3 separate regions of the Mus musculus genome follow, and all the other regions are linked to region 3. The links are chromatin contacts, called in public HiChIP or PLAC-seq maps. All regions are on one chromosome and are shown on one strand. Each heading gives the region's core, a stretch centred on a gene start, on an enhancer-like site or on the middle of the called end of the contact. The rest is flanking DNA. Distances are from core to core; before and after follow the strand shown.

Region 1 (3,232 bases), core at 184-2,683, 610 kb after region 3:
ATTGAGTACAGTTGGTTTCCTCAGAGATGGAGTAGAGTAGAGGAAGAAAAATGATACGTGTAATAATCCAACACTGTCCGCTTGACTAGCAGGGATACTAAAGCCCAGAGATGCTCTATGCCTTCCTAGTCTTATGTACAGTGTATATAGACACAGAGGGTCAGACTCAGCTGTGGGTCCCTTAATTATATTAAAGATCTTCTCTGGGGTGGAGAAGGGACACCCACCTTTTCCCTTCATTTCTTATTTCTGAATCACTTTTTAGTTCAAGACCCCAAAAATATACCCCCTGGGCTGGAACGGCCAGACTTCAAAACTGCCTTTGAAATAGGACACTGTGGGAGAATGCAGAAACTCCAAAACACATTTATCAAAGGATTCCCCTTTCGCCACATGGTGATTTACAATCCTCTCCAGTTCTGCAGTCAGTGAACGATGTTTCACCCAGACCCAAGTGTGAGGCTGCAGCTTTAGTGAAGGATTTGCCCAACACACTGGCCACATGCAGATGAGGAAGGGGAGTAGGGAGATGATAGAAAGAACAAGGGACAGAAGAAGGAAGCAGAGAGCAGGGAAACAGGAAATGGGGACTGGGGAAGAAAGAGATGAAAGAAGAGAGAGGAAGTAAGGGAATACAGAAGAGAGGGAAGGAAGACTTGCAGACCTTGCTGCCTAGCCTGAAGTCTAGAATTTTCTTCAAGGCCTCTAAAGAAAGCAAGTGTCACTGCTTGGCAATCCTTAGCACTGCACTCTATGTAAAGGACAGCTCGGCTGTGGTCAGGTGTCGCAAGCAACTATGAGGTCAGTGGTCCCCATTCCTTTTTTCCAGGTAATCTCCTGCATGACAGGAAAGGTGACTCTATGTAGCACCTTTGTTCTCTGGCTGAGAGAACCAATCCTATTCAGGTGTTTGGAGGAACACTGCTCAGGACTTGGGAGAGTGGTTTTTCCAGTCCTTTGACTTTCCCTGGGCTAGGAAGGCAGGAGGTTCCCTGAAGATTTCCATAGTGAAGTCCTGTATGTAGGGAACTTCAGGAACGTCTTATGCAGAGCCCACCAGGGACAAAGAAAACTTGTAAGACACTGGCAAGGAATCCTGGGGCTGGGGACCAGATAAGAGAAAAGCTATTGGTTTGAACTTTCAGAGAGGGCTGAGGAGGGTGTGTGTGACATAGCTGGCTCTCAGCACCACTGGCATTTGGTTGCAGAGAGAGCAATAGCCAGTTCTAATGTCTCGAGCACAATCACTAAAACCAAGCTGAGCCACGTGACTGCCATGCTGTGTTTTCAATTATTCCTTCTCCCCTCTCTGTCTCTTTTGGTGCTAGGCCTAGAGGGAAGTCCCTTTCCACAGAAGTGAGGCTCTGGTCTCTCCACCTCAGCCCTTGCATTCCTTTCCCATTCATGTTTTCTGGGCTGATGAGGCTTGCTTAGAGCAGTCTCTGCTCTCAGAAGGAGGGTGAGTGCCTTGCCCTCTGCCTTCTCCTTCCCACTCCATGGTCTATGTCATCTCTCAGGAGAGCCCAGCCTCAGAAATGACCACTCCTTGTAGAAGGGCTTGCTTTTTATAGCTGACAGGACTCACTGGACACACTCATGGGGTGAGCAGTCTCCACCAAGAAATCTGAGCCTCATCTGGTCTAAGACCTGCATGCAGCCAGTGTCCCCAGCCAAGGGAGCCTATGGCTTTGCACCTCAACCTCAAAGGACCCCATAGATTCTTTGCTCTAGAAGATGCCTAATGAGTGGCTGGTCATGGCTGGGGAACTTGTAGGTGAAGAGAGGACATGGGGGAGAAAGGGAATGGGGTATATAATCTGAGGGTCTATGGAAATTGGTAGATCAAGACATTCAGAACCAGCTGTTATGAGTGAGAATGGATGGAGGGAAAGGCAAGCATTGGCTGGGGTGGAAGTAGCCTAGAAAACACACTATCTCCTGGAAATCATTGTTTTCCAGGACTTAGACTCCTAGTAGTATACCAAAAGACTTTTATTCCAGGAAGATAGATACACTTTTAAGACTAAACCTGAAAGTTTTGATTCGTTTAATGGAATAAACATCATAGCGTCAGGTATGGTTGGATCCAGCTGCTGTGTGACAGCATCTAGGCTTGGTTCTGCTCACATTCCCCTGACCTTCTGCTCCTTGTGCTTTTCTCCACTTCTCACCCCATCTGCCTGATGTCTGTCTGAACCTACCATGTCAATTTTCCTCTCCACACAGTAGTGCTTAGCAACTCATCCTTAGCTCTTCCTCGTCTGGTTTCAGATACTCCTAGAAGGATTTTATCATAAAACTTATTTGTTTTCAAGCTGTCAAATGGCTAATGTACAAGTTCTGGCACACACACACACACACACACACACACACACACACACACACACACACATCATGCACGTCCAACTGAGTATGATCTGAAAGGAAGGAGGTTCAACCAAAGTTATGATCTACAGAGATGTTGCCACGGAGCTGCCAGTTCTGGGGATTTGACAGGACAGTGAGTTGAGGACCTCCTGTGCTGGAGACAGCAGCCGGAGGGCAGCCCTGATGGTTTGGATTTGAAAGGGGATATCTGAAAGAGAAACAAGTAACAGGAAGAAAAAGGCACTGAGAACCCAAAGACCATGGACAGATTCAGATCAATCCTCTCAAGACAAAGCTAGTTTCAGCTTTGTGTTTGAGGCTGAGGACACATTGAATGTGGAACTGATACGGGAGTTTCCATGGCTCTAGGGGAAGGAAGCAAAAATGTGGTGCCGGATCTGGAAGCAGTGGTAAGCTAAGGAGAGAAAGTGCAGAGCACAGAGCATTTATTCAAGAGTACCAGGCAGGGTGACAGGAAGGGCAGCTGCAAGAATAGACTAAGGAGCCAGATTTATTTGTTTTTCAAGATAGGGTCTTGTCTGTCCCAGGGTGGCCTTGAACTCACTACATAGCTGAGGTTGTTCTTGAAGTTCTGATCCTCCTGCCCCTACCTCCCAGATGCTGGGGTTACAGGCACCACTGTGCCTGGACTACCACATAGTTTTAGGGCAGAGGAGGGTTGATGTGCGAATCTCCATGCAGTAAGAGTCACTGAGCAAAGCCAGCTTGGAAGCTCAGGATCTAGCCACACTGCATAGTTTCGTGGTGGTCACTGCCCCGTGCTTTGGCCATCTTTCTGTGACAAGAGGACATTATCAGATCCCACAAGGGTTTATGAGGACTAAGTGGTAAAACAATCAGAGCA
Region 2 (3,281 bases), core at 98-2,597, 530 kb after region 3:
GGATTCCTCACAGGGACATGCATATGGGTTTATATACAGGAGCATGGGTGCCTCTCCATTCTCCCAGCAACCACTTCTTCTTATAGATCTTTTGGGAGAGGATAGGCCTATTGAATCCCATTTCCCTAACAACTACCAAATGCCTATAGAGCCTTAAGGAGAAGTGGGGCCTTATGAGCCCTCTCCAAGTGGGACCCGGCAAGCAGTCCTGAAGCTTTCCTCAGTCCTGCCCTGGAGTTTTGTTTAGGGATAACACGCTATATCTATGATTTGTCACAAGAGGGCAGAATTGTCCAATTATGAAATCAAATCTATTTCTGAAGACTCAGGAAAGACCTGGTTCCGCTTAGCTGACTTTTGGTTGAGACTACACCAAGGAGCGTCCAACACAGACATCTAGAAGCTGCAAGCATCTGCGGCGTGAGGTGCCAGGTAGCTGTGAGGAGAACCCTGGCACCTGTGCTTGCCCAGACGCAGTGTCTTCATAACAACAAGCAGAAGCAGCTGCTGTGCCAAGGTGTTTCACACACCTCCTGACACACAGATCCCAACAACCACAAGACACAGGTTTTCACATATCTTACTTTACACATGAGGCAACAGAACCAGAGTTTGTGACTTTACTCAACGTCACAGTGCAGGTAAGTTCTGCCCCTTGAGTCAAGGACACCTGACTCAGAGTCAGGGATTTAAGACACAAAACTAGAGTAGTAACAATACCAGACTGAAAACTACACACTAATGTGCCTGAGGTCTGTGATTGCTATGAAAATAGAAAGCCACATTTTCCTGTTTTCTCTCCCCCCCCCCCCTTCACTCTTGAGTTTCAGTTCTGGCTCTTAGGATGCCTTGGGCACTTCCCAGAACTTCTCTGTATTTGTCAGTGAAGTAAAGCAAACCCTAGCTTTTCCTACTAGACTAAGGGAAGAGGAAAAGCACGCTGTCTGGGGAACTGAGTCTCTGATACCCTTGTTCAGCTACTACCCTAGAGCTCTGTAAGCACCTCACAGCTCTGTAAACACACGAACGAAGGCCCTGTATGCCCAACACTTAGAAATTCTGTATCTAAATAATAGTGATGGTGATGATGGTGGTGGTGGAGGAGGAGGAGAGAGAATGGAATCAACAGCTTATCTTTACTACATAGTGAATGTGACCATCTATGTATGAAATACTTATATTTTTGTGAAGCAATAAAGACTAGGTTTCTTGACCAGGGAGGTGGGATGAGTGGGTTGGTGGGAGACAGAGGCATTTCTGTGAAACTGGGGTTCGCTGAGGGAGCAAACTCTGAGCTGCATGCGAGTCACCCTAGCCTCCGTTGCTCATCGGGAGAAGCATGTGGCTTTCCGTTGCCCAGTTCTACAGCATGGCTCCAGAGGCTCAGATTGGCCCATGTATCTATACTGTGCTGCAGGCCCTGATGACTCTTCACTGTGATAAGATTGAAGTTTCTATCTCAACTCATTTGAGGCAAACCATAACACCACCGCCTAATTATAATATATCTATTTCTTGTATGCAATTCAGGTTTGCCTCGCCTCTGCTTGAATAGGGGGAAAAAGAAGTTTGAAATACATTTTCAATGATTTAGAAGACACTGTTCCTCTGTAGCTCTGGGGCCTCTCTGATCCCAGAAGACAGGCCTGAAGCTCCACCTTCATGCTGGCTAAAAGCCAGAGTCCTCTCAAGGACGTCGGTGAGTCTCCAGCAGGCTTCTGGCCTCTCAGATCCCCTGCTCTGGGGATCAGCTCTTTCCGCAGAGTCAACCTCCCTTCTAAGTGGGAAACATGTTTTTGTCCTGTTCTCCTAGGCAAAGACATTTGTCTTCTTTTAGTCCCTGCTTCCAAAGCTGAACCTGCCCTTGGATTTCCAAAGCCACCAGGGTGTTGTGGAAAACAACAGGCTTCCTCTTCACAGGGCCCACCCTCTTTTGCTGGTAGTGAGGAAGGTAAGGAGATGGGCAGCAATATGGTTCATCTGAGGTCAAGACGTCAGAGTGTGGAGAAGCGAGTGGGACATGAGATGATCGCATTGAAGAGGGCACCCAAGACTGAGTGCTAGAAGGCCAGGTTTGAGATGAAAGAATCCAAGGGAATGTAGCTATTCCTGGGGGTGGATCTAGGCTCTGGGAGAGTCATGTCTGGCTCAGGGGAGATATATGGTATTCATGTGGTGTTCTCTCCTGTAGGAGTCTAATGAAAACAGGAGGGAAAACCAGATGGCGACATAAAAACTTGGAAGACTTTTCTGCTATGTCAGCATCACATGTTCTTTTGTTTAGGGTGGGAATAGATGCCCTGGTTGGGTGCAGCATGAAAGAAAATGATGTCATTTGGTTAGAGTAGGACCATTTTTGGTACCTTGCCTTCTGTATCAAAGGACTCTTGAGTAGGAAGTCAACTTCCATTTAGAAATGCTTTCCCTGTGCCCATCCCCTACCCCTAGCCTGCCATCACTGTGCAGAAGGGCCTCCTCCTTCTTACTATCTACAAAGACAGAGAGCAGGAGTCTCTTATTTACCTGTTTGCCCAGGGTAAAGCACAGGATACCATATACCATGAGTCTCAGCTAAATACACAGCTTCCCACAATCTCCAGATGTTAACTTGATTCTTTTCTCATTCACGTCTACTGCTCTGTCCTTACTACTAGTGCTCCATGAACATGGCGTTCCTTCTTCCTGGTGTCTCCTAACAGCTTTCCTGACATGTCTGCCTTAAATCTACCAACAGCCCAGAGCCACAGCAGATTTCCACAGCTGGAATCTATCCTGCATCAGCTTTTTTTGAGAAAGTTCCTACTGCCTGTAGAAGAGGAGCCATAGGCCTTGATGGCAGAGGCCTTTTACCTTTACCTGTCTGCTCCCTTTAATTTTACTTATTTCACCCTGCAAGGATTTCTGGCCTCTCTTTTCTTCTGAGCCTGCCTTTACTCTGCTTCTCTGCCTGAAAGAAATTCTATTTTTTCTTTTTTTTTCCCCTTTTTTTGTTATTCCTGCTTCTTTGTATTCAAATCTTATTCTTTTTCTATCACCATGTTCTTTGAGCTTCAAAACCGTTTGCATTATAGTTTGAATGTAAACTGGCCCCTATTAAGCTCAGCTCCTGGGTTGTAGTGTTATTTTGGAAGGTAGAAGTTAGATGAGCCTAGTCAGAGGATGCAGGTTACTAGAGATGTCCCAAGGGAAGATAGGCCTTGTCTGGGTCCCTTCCCATCTCTGCTTCCTGTCTTCCGAGAGATGAAGAACTCTGTCTCACTACAACTACAATTCAAACTCCT
Region 3 (3,315 bases), core at 771-3,270:
GATTGGTTCCTTCTGTGGGTTCTGGGTGGAAATCTGGTCTAAGCCTCTTGATCTGGGCCTCCTACATTACTTGCTGTCTCAGTGTCGAATGCCCTTCTTTTAATTATTTATTTATTTTTGTTTGTTTGTTTGGTTTTTCAAGACAGGGTTTCTCTGTGTAGCCCTGGATATCCTGGAACTCACTCTGTAGACCAGGCTGGCCTCGAACTCAGAAATTCACCTACCTCTGCCTTCCAAGTGCTGGGATTAAAGGTGTGTGCCACCACTGCCCAGCTAATGCCCCTCTTATAAGGACACCAGTTATATTGTGGTTAGTGTTGGGTCCCCTGAACTTGCCTAGCTTCTTTGCATCTCAGCTGCAATGTGACCTGCTTGCTGATAAGCATATTCAGGGCTGTTACTGTTATAACTGTGAACCATCCTGCTCTATGAGTCAACACTATCAAAATCCCAAGAATGAATCGTGCAGTCCTGGAAATGGCATGTGACTTAGCTTGCCTCAGCATCTTGGCATCACGTCCATTCAGCTGGGAATAGGATATAGATGGAGGATGCTGCCCAATCCCTCTGCTGTTCCTTAGTTGATCCCTCTTCATTTCTTCCCAGCCCGACCACCTAACTGACATGGGCTGGCATAAAGAGCAGTATGTTCTTGTCTACACTGATCAGGTTTGCTGGGGTTGGAATCCAGACCATCAGATCCAAGCAGCCAGCCTACCTCTTCAGGATTCTTGCTTATGCATTCACAGCTGCCTGAGTTCTAAACTGGGCTTCTGTCTGTCTTCATTTGCCCTTCTTTGTTCTGACTCGGCTCACCATCTGATACATGAGTCCTAGCCAGCTTCCTCCTGCCTTGGATCAGACCTGCAACTTTGCAGTGGCCGCATTGGCAGAAGCAGATTCAGACCCATGCCTACCTGTGCCTCTGGGGATAGAAGAGGGCCTTAGATCCCCTGAAACTGGAGTTATTAACTGATGTGAGCTGGGATTTGAGCTCAAGTCCTCATCCTCTGCGGGAGCAACAAGTTTTTCCAACCTCTTAGCCATCTCTTCAGTCCCCTCATCTGTATTTTTAAAAGCAACTCTGTGGTTCCAGCATGAACCAGAATCTAAGAATTCCAATATCCCGATACAATCTCTGGGAACGACAAAAAATAAAAGGGAAGAGACCACAAACAGAGTACAGTCCAATCTGCCCAGTACCTAGGAGAGAGAATTAAAAAAGATGAAAAGACTACTTTTGATTTTACTCCACCAAGAAACAGAATGTTAAAGATGTATAGCATGATGGAAAATCCACAGCATCTGCCCTTTAAACACTGCCAGAGTCTCCACTTCTTCACCAAGTATCTTTCATCTTAACCTTTATACCCAAGCAGCGAGTCCACAGACCACCCCCCCCCCCAATGACAAAAATAGCCTGGGAATAGTATTGTTTTCAGGAAGATGTAATTATTTCGAGTTGTTTGGAACATTTTGAGAGACACTGAATCATTGCTTCCTGGTGCTATGATTTAGATCTTGGTAAAAACCTCACGTGATGGTCAGACTTTGTGCAGCCTTCAGTTAAAAATAGCTTGATTGCAAAACCCCAGTGTGCTCGAGAAAATTAAAATAGTTTCCTCCAGCTTCACCAAGGAATGACACACATCTCCCCCTGAAGTGGCATGACCCAAGGCAAACGGTTGAATGGAAATCCATGCATAAGCTCTGCCTTTCCTCTTCACTGCCTTTTCAGTAAATGCTAATTGAAGAAAGCATCTGCATCCAGTTTTCCCTTTATTTTTGTAAATTCTTTGCTTACACCCGGACGAAAAGCCTTCTCTGCCAGTTGCGTGCTTAGGCATTGATCCAATGGAAAGATGCATGGATGGTTTGCAATTTTCCCCTTCGAGTGATGACATAAATTACTCCCCAGTGAGCTATTTACAATGTCGTTCTTTAACCTTGACCCAGTGCACATGTTTTGAGGACTGAGAATCACAAGAGCTCTATATAGTGAGGTTGTGGAGGCCAATCCCGCCTGTCCTTTATAGCTTTCCCACTATGACTCGTTTGTGACATGGCCTCGTGGTTTTGAATGTAGGTAGCAATAAAGCCAGTCACCTTGGGAGAGAGCCATTTCCACTTCAGTATGTTTGTATTCAGCACACTAAGTATTGTAGCCCATGAATCTGCCACTGTCTCAAACAGTGCATTGAGTTGCATTGGTTAGGAGACTTTCACACTAGCAGACTATCAGTGAGCTGATGGTAGGAGCTATAGAGATAGATTCAGTTCTGCTGGATGACCTTGATCAAGGTTGGGATTCTCCCTAAGCCTTTACTTTCTCCTCAGTGTTGATGTGAGGATGGTGCTCAGAGCATACCTGCCATATCTCAGCTTCCTTTTTCCTGTCTTTGGTACCTTTATCTTTAGTGGAGTTCCCTAGACACATAGTTGCACACAGCTATGTGAACACTCTTGGGACTAAATGTTGAGGGAGATGGGGAAAGGTCAGGGGAGGTCAGAAAAGAAACTAGGTTCAGGAGAAATATGACCTGTATGAATGGGGATCCGAAGTATAAATTGCACAAAATTTGCCCCAATTGGAACAAGAAACTCTTTGGCCACCCTATCCTAAGCAGTCACCGACCCCAGGCTTGAAAGGGGAAGCTTCAGGCCAAGTGGTGTCATGAAGAAAATGCAGGTGGGAGCCCATAACAAATGAGGGGAGGGACACTCCAGTCCTCCTGGAACAAGAGGCCTAGAGGAACCTCTGTGGAATATCTGAAAAGTCCTTCAAAGCAAAAGAGGCCCGCGCCAGAACTGGTGAGACCTAAGCTTGCCGTGGTTTGCCCGAGATGATCTGATAAAGCAAGTGTCAGGTATGCTAAGACTGAAGCCAAGGTAATGGGGCTCTCTGGTCTCCATTCTCCTTGGAGCTGGCAATGCCTTGGTTTATGACTGAGTCTAGTCCCTGAGGCTTAGTACCCACTTTTTATGAGTGAGGAGGGCTTCTTTTTTTGCAGTCCACAATCTGTCTTTTATTCCACAAATTATTAGACATGCATCTCTGATGGAGATGGAAGATACAGCTGGAAATGAACTCGACATGCTCATCATCCACAGCAGAACTCCCAGAGAGGCTGGGCCACAGACAGTCACATGGTAAGCCCAGGATGAAAAGGCTCTGTGTGCTCAAAGGAAAGAAGATGCTAGGATAAGAACAGGGACCCTCACTCCTATGTTGGGGGATGTGCAGCAGGGAAATGATTCAGAGAGTGGAGATTCATAATTTACATGGTCAGCCTGTGGGATTAGCCAGTCTCAGAA

Evidence for each region. HiChIP or PLAC-seq counts read pairs in DNA pulled down with a chosen protein or histone mark.
Region 1: a CTCF HiChIP or PLAC-seq map of the NIH/3T3 cell line shows a contact between it and region 3, with 7 read pairs. The contact joins two enhancer-like sites. A contact is called at or near these places in 1 of 15 datasets of contacts at CTCF or cohesin (the NIH/3T3 cell line) and 2 of 9 other capture datasets (adipose tissue and liver).
Region 2: an H3K27ac HiChIP or PLAC-seq map of the NIH/3T3 cell line shows a contact between it and region 3, with 2.7 times the contacts expected there. The contact joins two enhancer-like sites. A contact is called at or near these places in 1 of 15 datasets of contacts at CTCF or cohesin (the NIH/3T3 cell line), 3 of 484 Hi-C or Micro-C datasets (all in uterus), 2 of 115 datasets of contacts at active chromatin or transcription factors (the NIH/3T3 cell line and extraembryonic endoderm stem cells) and 2 of 9 other capture datasets (adipose tissue and liver).

The regions. Positions count from the first base shown.
Region 1 is chr7:83,724,277-83,727,508 of GRCm38.p6, reverse strand. All of the region lies in intron 1 of Il16 (interleukin 16), which reads left to right. Among named protein-coding and RNA genes, the nearest start is that of Il16, 6.5 kb to the left of the region's middle. Within about 2 kb of position 1,433, at least 27 of the 459 cell types and tissues checked have an H3K27ac peak or open chromatin away from gene starts, as enhancers often do. A contact at or near this core is called in the NIH/3T3 cell line, where this site is marked.
Region 2 is chr7:83,799,732-83,803,012 of GRCm38.p6, reverse strand. No RefSeq gene overlaps it. Among named protein-coding and RNA genes, the nearest start is that of Cfap161, 6.5 kb to the right of the region's middle. Within about 2 kb of position 1,347, at least 40 of the 459 cell types and tissues checked have an H3K27ac peak or open chromatin away from gene starts, as enhancers often do. A contact at or near this core is called in the NIH/3T3 cell line and uterus, where this site is marked.
Region 3 is chr7:84,331,341-84,334,655 of GRCm38.p6, reverse strand. All of the region lies in intron 5 of Arnt2 (aryl hydrocarbon receptor nuclear translocator 2), which reads left to right. Among named protein-coding and RNA genes, the nearest start is that of Gm30873, 3.8 kb to the left of the region's middle. Within about 2 kb of position 2,020, at least 50 of the 459 cell types and tissues checked have an H3K27ac peak or open chromatin away from gene starts, as enhancers often do. A contact at or near this core is called in the NIH/3T3 cell line and uterus, where this site is marked.